2 separate regions of the Gossypium hirsutum genome follow, and region 2 is linked to region 1. Evidence: chromatin contacts called from public Hi-C data. All regions are on one chromosome and are shown on one strand. Each heading gives the region's core, a stretch centred on a gene start, on an enhancer-like site or on the middle of the called end of the contact. The rest is flanking DNA. Distances are from core to core; before and after follow the strand shown.

Region 1 (5,688 bases), core at 543-3,042:
TTCAGGGGTGTGTCGTGGCATCCTCTGTCTTTGGATTATTTCTAACTAGGTAATCAAGTATTTTTTAAATTAAAACTTGATAGCGATTGGACTTTTATAATTTAGTCTTTGAGCTTTAATTAACTATTTTCTCTGTTAAATTACTTAATCAATCTTCAATTTTTTTTCATCACAACTTCATTAATCTTTATATTTCATCCTCGCAAACTCAATTTACAGAAATGAAGTTCTGAAACTGTATTTTCTGACACCACTTAAAATCAGGTTGTTACAAGCACTTCCAAAAGATGCATCCATTCATGCGAATAAGTTGTCTATTCATGGCCAAATGAGGCCACCTTCCTGATTATATTTTGTAGAGATAAATGCATCCTTAGTAGCATAATGATCCTAAATAAGTAAACTCCAAAACTTATCCCAAGATAGAGCCCAATAAATCAAGTAAAATCAACACATAAATCACCAAGGCTAAAAGATAAGATAAGCCTTATCCAGTAAGCAAGTCGACCGGCTCTTCTTTAAGCCATCAATTTTGGTCCACAAGGTTGAGACGAAACAAATACATCTTTGGATCCATTTGCTTATGGTAAAATCCTATTAGAAGGCCCAAATAAAAAATGTCAACATCTCACATCACTTCGGTTGTCCTAAGGTCTTGTCTGAATAAGTGTTTGAACAAGAGTCGAAACATCAGTCTTGGACAGCCTTGGTTTAACAATGTTTTTAAGAAAAAATATCAACACCAACAATTTAACAAGAATAATTAATGACTATTCAGACTAATTAATGACATTTATGTCAAATAAAGTATAAGGATTAATAATAATATTTAATCATAATAGAGGAATTGAAACCAAATTATATATAGACATCTATAATTGAAAATATACAAATAATTATTTGATATACTAACAGGGATGGAAATCTTTAACTCCACAAGTGAAGTTGAGGTATTGTCATGTCTTTAATTTTTTTTCTTTTATGAAAGAATGTGTCCTTAAATTGTAGTTAAAAAAGTAATAAATAAGTGAATATGACATGTAGCAAGATCTACACACCGGTTGAGAAGTTAAAAATTTTTATTTTATCGCTTATGTATTAAACAATCACTCAAAAATATAATATAATAATGAAAATGAATATTGATTTAAGCCTGCAGGCTTTAACTTGATAATATTTTGAAAGTTAATTTGATTTATCACCAGATTGTATTGTTGATTGTTTGTATCAAGGTTATAATTTTATCAATAATATAACAGTGTTCTGAATAAAATACTAATGCAGTGGTAAGATTCCATATGGATTTTAAGTCTGTGAACATCAAATTTAGGGTTTGAATCGTATAAAAATTTCCCCAAATTTGTAATGCTTGTTTCCACCTGTGCTACTTGAGTTGATGTAAAGGAAGTTTTCAATGAATTTCAAAAAGAAAAGGAGAATTTGTGTAAGGATTGACTCAATGAGATATAAAAAGAAGTTATTTTTGTATAAAAGATTAAGGAAGAGAGATTGTCTAAAAGTTAAACCCGAGATTAATATAATTGAAATTTTAAACACAGATAGGTTTGGTGAATAAATGAAAGGCAAGAGGCTTAAAGCCATGCCTTCATGTGCCAACTTAGAGAAATTTACCATAATTCAAGATTGGGCCTTCACAAAAGGAAAGAAATTTTATTTTTCTTTTTTTGGATCCTATTTACAGGTCTATGTAATCTGAAAACAGCCTCAGAAAGAAAAAGGGCCTATATAGCCCATGTTGGGAGAAGATAAAGGGAGGGGACACATATGAAACATCGTCAAATTCGAATGAAAACAAATGCAAAATCGAACATAAAGCCGAAGAAAAATATTCCCCGGAAGTATAGAGCAGATCATAAGAAAAAAAAAACCCAAACATAGACAGTGGAAACAGAGAAGGAAAAGTTGACAGTTTTTCTTTCAAAGAAAAAAGAAAAAAAAAAGAGGAAACAATGGTTTGGATGGTGAATCAACAGGTAGGAAGAGGAAGAAGTCGAACATGGGGAGTTGCATTGCTTTGTTGGCTTTTCATCATGTTGGTTACTCCAAAGATCCCACTTTCTTACAGGAACCATCTCTATGCTGACATGCGCAACTTCGTAGGTAACTCTTTCTTTTACATCGTGTTTTCTAAGAAACAAGTGAAGTGAAGTGAAGGTATGGGATGGGATGGGATGGGATGTGGAAAAAAGAAGAAGAGAAAATTGTACATTAAAAGGGAAAATTTGCAAAATTTTATGTTTCCTCATTCTTTGTTTTGCTTATAGGAGTTCCTAACACGTTGAATGTGATCACCAATTTCCCATTTCTGATTGTGGGTGTTCTTGGGTTTGTTCTTTGCCTTGGAGGAGGAAGCTTTTTCAATATAAGGTTGTTTTCTTGCCCCCTTTTTTTAAAAAAAAAATTAGATTTCTTTAAGTTGTAATTTTTAAAGGATAAATTTATGACCATTTGCTGATTAACTGATGTTTATGGACGGTGGATTGGTGGCAGATTGCCAGGAGAGATGTGGGGCTGGCTGCTTTTCTATGGAGGAACTGCTAGTGTGGCTTTTGGTTCTGCTTATTATCATCTCAGGCCTGATGACAATCGAGTACTTCTGGACACCTTGCCGGTTAGCCTTGCAACTTTACTTCTTTATATTCTTTTTATTTGTTCCTCTAGCTTTCGGTTCTTGATGGTTGTTTCCATCATTCAAATGTTGTTCTTAACACAGCTATTTGCCGTAGTTGAAACCATGAACTTCAATATTATATTTTTGTCTATTCTTCGAATTTGCGCTTCATTGCTGAATGCCAAATAGTTGAAATCTCACTTGCTTTGTTTCTAATTTGGTGTTTTTATTGTCTTTTTACATAGAAAGAATCAGAAATTGCAGATGAGTTTCCATTCTATTTCATCCACAATCATAGCCCCTTTGGAATTTTACTACCATATTTCTGTCAAATGCTCCATAACATCAAATTAATTCACATATGTGCAGATGACGATTGCTTATTCCTCTCTTTTTTCTACTTTTATACTCGAGAGACTCGGAGAAAGAATTGGATTAAGTTGCCTTTTTTCACTAGTAGTTCTTGCTGTTCTAAGCACGAGTTATGCAAGGTTTGATTCTTTCTTGAGATGATCTTTTCATCTGTTCACTGAATTGGTCAATGCTTGTCATTCAGATTTCGATTTGTTTTGGCTGAATAAGACTCGATTATTGTTTGCAGAACATTTAATGATCTTCGGTTGTGCATGATATTCCAGTTAATTCCGTGCATTGCTATTCCGATCATGACATTTTTGTTCCCACCTAAATATACCCACTCTAGATACTGGCTTTGGACGGTAGGTATGTCATTTGTCTTCCTTTTCCCGTCTCACATGGAAATCCCACTTCAAGCAAATAATCATGTGGAAAAAGGGTTAGAAATTTGTGGTTTACTACAATTAGCATGCTAGGAGCTGTATGGAATATGCTTCCTTTGGATTGTCTTCTTTAATCTTTATGTCATTTTATACTCTCTCGTTCTCTCTGTTTTCGAAAAGCATTGGGAGTATATTGTATTTTCTTTCCTTGCTCTCAAGAATGTTGGTTTGCTTAAAAATACGATAACAATCTGGTACAGGAGTTTTCATCCTGGCCAAAATGGAAGCTCTAGCTGACATGAAGATATACCGCGCAAATAATTATATTATCAGTGGACACTCCTTGGAGCACCTGTGTTCTGCAATCGCCCCTGTTCTGGTTACAGTTATGCTTATGCATAGGAGCTGCAGATTCCCGAGGTATTCAAATTTTAAGGTTCAGAATGGAAATTCTTAGATGCTTTTTAGCATTTCATATGAACAAAGTTTTCCAATAATCCAAATGTAATGACTGAAATGCTTCTTTCATTAAGGCATTTGGAAGTGTTATTACAATGTCCGAGTGTTTGCAAGGGCTCAATGTGTTTCATTTTGGTTCTATATATTTCTTTGCATTGGGAATCCTATCCTTTTTTTTGTTTGTTTGTTTGAAGTACTTGAGTCGATTGTTTAATCTTCACACTGCTATGCAGTTAAGACATCTTTATTTTTTTTAACTGCAATGAATGGATCGAGTTCAAGATGTCCTTGTAAATTATTTGATCTTTATACAAATTACATTTTGTTGCTGATGACTTGCAGAAAAAGTTATTGTTTTCTCTTACTTGGTAGTGGAAGTCATGACAGATTAGGTGAAATCAAAGAATGTCCCTGATGAAGAATTCAAAGAGGATGAAGGCATTCCTAGGGCAGCATTCACTGTGATTGAGAAATTTTTATACGAAGAACCATGGGAGCTGACAACAAATGACATGATTACCATTTAGTTCTGATGAAGAACTTGATGAAATTTCTTCTCCCATGCTTTCTGCATTACTCTGGATCCGCAAAGAACAAAGGCAAGTAGAATCCATTAACCATCCACCTTTCCGGATTTGCACTTTAGACCGAGTTGGTTTCTGGGTGTGAAATCATGATTCGTGACCATACTATAATATACATTTTGCTAGCATGGTGTCTCCTTTTTTTGCCCATTTTTCATAGTTTTACCATACAAGTCTTATAATGTGACATGAATTATACTGATTTGGTGACTGTGACAATGGTAATGGCCTGTGGAGAACTTAATGGACATGCTAGTGAGAGCTTCATGTAGCAAATGTCTAATTGAGATATGAACCATGAATTGTTACTCTCTTTTTTTTTTTCTTGGAAATTCATGCTCAAAATATTGGTACAAGATTTCCCGGTTTCATCCTCCTCTTTTTCCAGGTATGTTGGAAGTTGGAGGATAATCTTGAATGTCAATTTTGAATTGAGCTTAGTAAACTTCAAATCAAGATGCTTCTAAATGCACATTTGTTTTATTATATAATCACCAAAGTGTGTCCATATACAGGCTTGCATACTCTATTTGCCTTTTATCAATTTAAGACTGGTAAAAGGGAAGCCCTTGGCTTGAATGATCATTGTCCTTCATGGATGGTAGCTTAGGTAAGGGGAAATGACTTCGAAGATGAAGTCTCACCATCCATATCAACTTATATCGTATTACCAAATTCAGACATTGGTTTGACGGTTTTATTCAATAAGAAAAATGACATCATACCAAATGCTTGTAATTTGGTAGGAAAAAGGGAAGCATGAAATATGATGAATAGATGATCATGCTTTACCTACAACTAACTCTCAACTCAACAACCAAAACTCAATACGCCCTTTTTTCAGATTTTCTTTGGGTTGTTCAATTATAATTTTTTAGGAATTTTGTTTATTCCTCCTGAAATAAAAACCTTGAGATTATGTTATGTCCCCATTCCCCAAAACTAAAATTTAGTGAAATCCAAAAAAAAAAATTTAAAAATTTATTAAAAGAGCCCGTTATTTTTTAAAAAATTCTACTGCCAAAATACCTAGTAATTTTACTTTGGTTTTTTATAGAATAAATATTTTACTTCGGTTTTAAGTTAATGCAAAAGGGATGGTTTGCCTACTGATATTAAACTTCTCTCTATCTGTTTTCTCTTAACAGATAGTGTATAAAACAAAAATGATAGGTTTGTCCATGGCGGAGCTAGTAAAATGATTTTTTTTTCCCTTCCCCTCTTTAATAATTTATAAAAATTTAAATTAGTACTTTGACCTCAAAAATAATAA
Region 2 (5,757 bases), core at 2,562-5,061, 240 kb before region 1:
TAGAATGGTAATTTTCCCATTTATTTGTTTTTGGACTAAAATGAATGAAAATATGTTTTGAATGAGTTTAATTTGTATATGTTTAGATTAAGAACCAAAGAAATCGGATTTGGATCGGGGGAAAACTAAAGTTGTCAACTAGTCGTCCCGTTCTGATTTTCATCATTCGAGGTAAGTTTACAAGCAAGTAAATGCTGTTAATTTTCAAAAAATGTAAACTTAAATTATTGAATTGAATATTAGGAGTATTTATATATCATGACCGAATGTGTATATGCTTGGGAATTAAGTTTATGAATTTGATTCGACTGAGTTATGATGTCCGAAAGCCCTGTACGGACCGTAGGATTCTGATATATGTGTTTTTGTGTAAGACCACGTCTGGGACATTGACATTGTTTGATATATGTAACTGTCTGAGTATCCTATTTGATTCCGAATGGTTCAACGGGCAATGATAAGTTATGATCGAAGGGTAAAACGAGCTAAAACGACTAGGTATGAGATAGTTGATTACCTATTTGAAAGAAATAAGGTAAGTTGACCATTAGGTATATGGTGTAAATTAAATAAGTTACTAATGTGAATATATGTGCCTTGTGAAATATATTCGGCCATTGCTATGTATATGCATATGATTTTATATTTTGATTCATGAGTATATGTATATGTGTATAAATGTACTTGGTCATATAATGATATTTAGCTTTGAAATCGAAAGATACTTTGTTAATATATATATGTATTCGGCCATAAATAAGTTTATATGTGAAAGTATATGATATACGTGACATCATAAGATAGGTTTAATATGATTATGATAGTATAATTTGGTTTGGTTAAGTGAGTTGATTATGTCATTGAATTGCTTATTTGCTTATGACTTACTAAGCTTAAATAGCTTACTATGTGTTATGTTTACCTCTATTTTATAGATTTCGAGATCTAGTTACGAGCTCGGGGATCGTCAGCAAAGTCGATCACACTATCGACTGTCTTTGGTATTTTATAAGCTAAATTTTTGAAACTATGGCATGTATAGGTTAGATTATATTTTGAAATGCTGGATTTTTGGTTTATGTATATATATAAGCCAGAAGAAAATGGCTTGTTTGTTTTGTTAGAATTGGTTTCAAGTTTTGAACAACTTATGAGTATGTTTGGTTCTGGTTTTGATGTTCCGGTCAAAATGTATTTATATGTGAATCATGGTATATATATATGATAATGGTAATGAAGTTATGCCAAAGTATATGCGTATGATATATTTGGTTTAAAGTGAAATTGTGGTTGATTCAGCTATGGTTATGCATAGCTAAAAGTATATGTGAATTTGGTTGATATATTGATTAAGGTGTTATTATGTAAATTGGCATTAAATGATATTGGTTATGTTCGAACATGGTAGAAATTTATTTTGATATGTCTATTATATGGTATGTAAGATTTGTGTTTTGATTTATAAAATATGTGTGTGATATGCATGATATCAAGTATGGATATGTTCGGCAATTACATTTGAAAATGGAATAATATGTTATATGTATTACATGTTTTTAATAGGCTATGAAATGGCTTTACTATATTATGCATTTGGTTATTTGGTGTGGTTTATTTTTGACATAAAATTTGACATATAATTTGTCTTATAAGCTTTGTTTAGAATTGGTAAATGATATGTATGTGTATTCAGTTAACGATAGATAAATTAGATATGTATGCATATAACATGTACGTTGGTGGTTTGATATTTATGTGACAAGTTGACATATGTGTATACGAATATTATATGGTAAGTTTAACTTAAAATTTATGGTGGAATTGGTATGATTAAAATGTTTGATTTTGATAGTCGAGTAGATGAACAAGTAAATAGGTTATGTAATTGTAATTTTTGTCATGATGTTGGCATATACATTTTGGTATATTTGATTAAATAATTATGTTTTGAAATTATTCGTAGATTGATTGAATATATGATAATTGAAGTAATGCTTGTTTATTAGAAGTGTTATATGTGTATATAGTAATAAAGAAGAATGAAAGTTGACTTTAAATAAGACATACGTGGTTAGCATGTTATATATGTTCGGCTAAACTTTAGGAAAATGACCTTATGAATAGTAACTTGGTTTTTAATATATCTATATAACCTATTATAATTGATTTGATTTAGTATAGGTCCAAATGTGATGAATTAAAATGATTAAATTTCTATGTGTATCCATGAATGTCCGAAAATTGTGTTTTCGTTTAGTAATACCTCGTAACCCTTTCCTGACGACAGATACGGGTTAGGTGTGTTACACTAGTATGGATTTATGTGTACTTAGAATGTCATACTTGGAGTTTTGTTGCCTTCAATCTTTGCACATATTACACACACTCTCTGCTGCCTTTAGGTTATGCAGTCACATGCATATTTTAACGCCTTCGGGCTTAGCACTTAGGTGCTCTTTGGTGTGTTTGGCGGCTTGGCACTTTGGTCCCCATTGGTGTGTTTTGAAGGGATTTGATTTGGTACCTAGCACTATGTGCTCTTTGGTGTGTTTTGGAGGAAGTCCCATGTATCCAAGTCATTTCCTTATATTATTATGGGCCATTTGAATAAAAATATTGATAATAAGATGTTCTTATGATTATAAAATTTAAATGTACTCTAAAGTATATTTTTTTAAAGGATTAACAAGTTAAAAGGCTATGTTTTTATGATAAGGTCATCCTGTAGCCATAAGACATGAAATTGTGCTTAAAAATTATGTATTGGTATACCCCTAATAAGGAAACAAATGAGGGAAGATATGCCTTACATAAAGAATTTATAGCCATAAGTGGAACACACATGTGAATAAACTAGAAAGTTAAGTTAAAAAGGCTATGAACTTAGATTGAACAATATTGGTAACCTTGATAATAATCTTGAACATGAATTCTCAATACGAATTGTTAAAGAACCAATAACCAGTAAATTGAACTCTATAATCAGTAATCAAAACCGAATCTGTTAAAATGGCTTAGTATGATGGAAATGAACTTGAAAAATTCTTAATAAGGGACTTAACATTTATATTAGTATAAGATAAATAAGCTTATCCTTGATTACATACTAAGTTGTTAGGCTCATGCATTAGTGGTTTAAAACGCGCCAATGAGAAGTATAAGATTTGAATTTCACATCACCTTTCATTGAAGTTGTAATGTATTTATATTAATTGTTATTGCATAAGGACTTTGACATGTACATAAAGACTTAATTTGAATATGATATTTATAAAAAAAATAGTTGAAATTCAAGTTATTTTGATGTTATTAATTAAGTTTTATTTCGTTATGTTACTTGAATGAGTTTATGCCATGTATTTAAGTTTAAATGAAGTTTGAAATTAATTTATGATGAGGTTTAAATGCATTTATGTTTTTTTTAAAACTTGATTAATTTGATTTAAAGAATATTAATATAAAATAAAATAAACATTTTCATAAAAGGAAAAGAAAGTTAAACTTAAAAATATTATAATAACATCTATCATTGTATTGATGGTGAAAACGAGCGAAAAATATTACGAAAATAGAATTTGATACATAAAATAATAGCTAGATTGACAAAAATTCTTGATTGATAGTAATTATTAAAAATTTTGAGCTATACATTAAAAATGTATAGTACAATTAATCCTTAAAAAAGTTTATGAAAGTAAAACATAACACTTAACATCAAATACCATTATATCAAAACCCTAAATGCGATACACTGTCAGCCACTCAGCCCTCCTTTAATGAAAGATAGCCCTACACCCTCATATTTGCTCTGGCTTCCATAAAAGCCAAGCCAATCTCTCCCTTCTCTTTTGTCTGTTTCTCACAAAATCTATTCACTCTCCCCAGCACATGCCTTTTCAAAATCTTCACACTAAAAACTTTAAAAAATTATATATATATATATAACCCTTTCTTTATTATACATCAACACAAAAAATGGAGATCTTGACAAGTATCCAAACTCAAATATCCTAGAGAAAATCCCCCATAAAAATTTCATAAACAGTTGGCCCGCCCTTAAACACAACCCTCCACCACTTTACCTTCCACCATTTCTTTTCCCATTACCCCTTGTCTTTCTCTTCTCATTTTAGTCCCTAACCAGACACATCCAAAGCCACGTTGGAAGAACCAATGTCAACAGTACCATATTCCCTATGGTCTTCCATTTTAAGCTGGTTTACCCCAACTGTGTTCTTTGTCTTCCTTAACCTTACAATAGGTACCATCTATTTCACTTCCACTTTGAGTTCCAGCAAGCCTAGTAGTGACGCACAAAGGCAGTACCACCCAGATGATGAAACAAACCCAAAGTTTGTTAGATCTCCATCTATGTTGCAGAGGCTGAAATCTATCAACTTGTCTGCTTACAGATCTCAAGAACCTGTTGTTGCTAGTGCTACCACTGCCTATGAAAGTGTCTCTGATGTGGGTGATTTCCATTTCTCTTTTCAACAACAAACCCCTCAACAACAGCGCCAGCCTTCCTTTGAGAGATCCCCTTCTGTTTTGCAAAGGCTAAAGTCCATTAACCTCTACGGTTACTTCTCCCCAGAGCAGACCAAAAGCCATGAGAGTTACCCCCATTATCCTCCAGAGGTAGCTCAGGGTGAGGGACATGATGAAAAGGTGCAAGAGCCTGAAAAACAAGATGAAAGGGAGGGAACCCAAGGTGAAGGAAAAACGCTTGATGAAGTATACAGTCAACTGAAGGAGGGAAATCATGTTGCGAGGACCAAATCTGATACTAAACCAGCATCTGGTGAGGTACCAACTAAGCTTCCGAGGAAGATGAAGAAATCTGCAAGTGTAAAGTCTGCTTTTCAACATTTCGAGGAAGGAGATATCGTGGAAAATCGACGGCCGGCCACCGTGAGAGAAGGGAAAGAGAAAGCTACGGAGGAAGAAGACGATGAGGTGGATGCCAAAGCTGATGATTTCATCAACAAGTTCAAGCACCAGCTGAAACTGCAAAAGCTTGATTCCATCATTAGGTACAAGGAGATGATCAATAGAGGGAGTGGTAGGTGAAAAGCTTTACATTTTCAATCTTTTTTTTTGGGGGGGGGTTAATTTCAGGGTTTAATTATTGGTGTAGATCTACTACTGGTATTGTTTACATCTGTTGGAACTTTGTGTTCAGGAAAAAAAATATGGCACTTTCATTTCATTTTCTGGTTTTTTTATTTTTTATTTTAAGTTTCCTTTGAATGGGGTTTATCAGTTGTGTTATTTGGTTGTTCTCTAGGCATTTATATCCATTAATGTCCCAATTAGTACTGTTTCCTGGTTCATGAATCATATGATTGTCACCATTGCCATTACTAGCATTAGTTTTTAGCTGTTATCTACTAAGAGTTAAAGTGGGTACAAGAAAAATGTTGTAGAAGGGCATGCCATGCAATGGACCCTTAGTTGTTTTTTCAGACAAGACTGTGGAAACCTGTAGGTTCCAAGTCTGGAAGTGGAGAAAAACTGTGTAAAGAGGGTATTGGCCTGTTTTACAGGAGGAGAGGGCAGGCCATGCTTACAAAGACCCCACGTTTTGTTTTGGATTGAAAGGGACAGAACAGAAGAGGAACGATGGTGGGATTGAAATTGAAGGGAGAGATGGGGTAATTTGGTACAAATATATATGAATTTATTTACTGAGTATTAGGTACATTAATCTTATATTTTTATTTTATAAGTAGTGGCGAAGTCTGAATTTAAGTGTAA

The links. A called contact is a pair of places that touch in the nucleus more often than the background predicts.
Region 2: a Hi-C map of leaf shows a contact between it and region 1, with 4 times the contacts expected there. The contact joins the promoter of LOC107962851 here to the promoter of LOC107962852 in region 1. A contact is called at or near these places in 5 of 34 Hi-C or Micro-C datasets (hypocotyl, leaf and petal).

What each region holds. Positions count from the first base shown.
Region 1 is chrA06:29,867,316-29,873,003 of Gossypium_hirsutum_v2.1, reverse strand. It overlaps LOC107962852, which reads left to right and starts at 1,792. Exons shown (of 7, transcript XM_016899396.2): 1 at 1,792-2,121; 2 at 2,286-2,388; 3 at 2,512-2,632; 4 at 3,002-3,123; 5 at 3,234-3,355; 6 at 3,633-3,792; 7 at 4,204-4,906. The coding sequence starts at 1,971. The coding sequence ends at 4,246.
Region 2 is chrA06:30,108,959-30,114,715 of Gossypium_hirsutum_v2.1, reverse strand. It overlaps LOC107962851 (pathogen-associated molecular patterns-induced protein A70), which reads left to right and starts at 3,811. Exons shown (of 1, transcript XM_016899394.2): 1 at 3,811-5,209. The coding sequence starts at 4,174. The coding sequence ends at 5,070.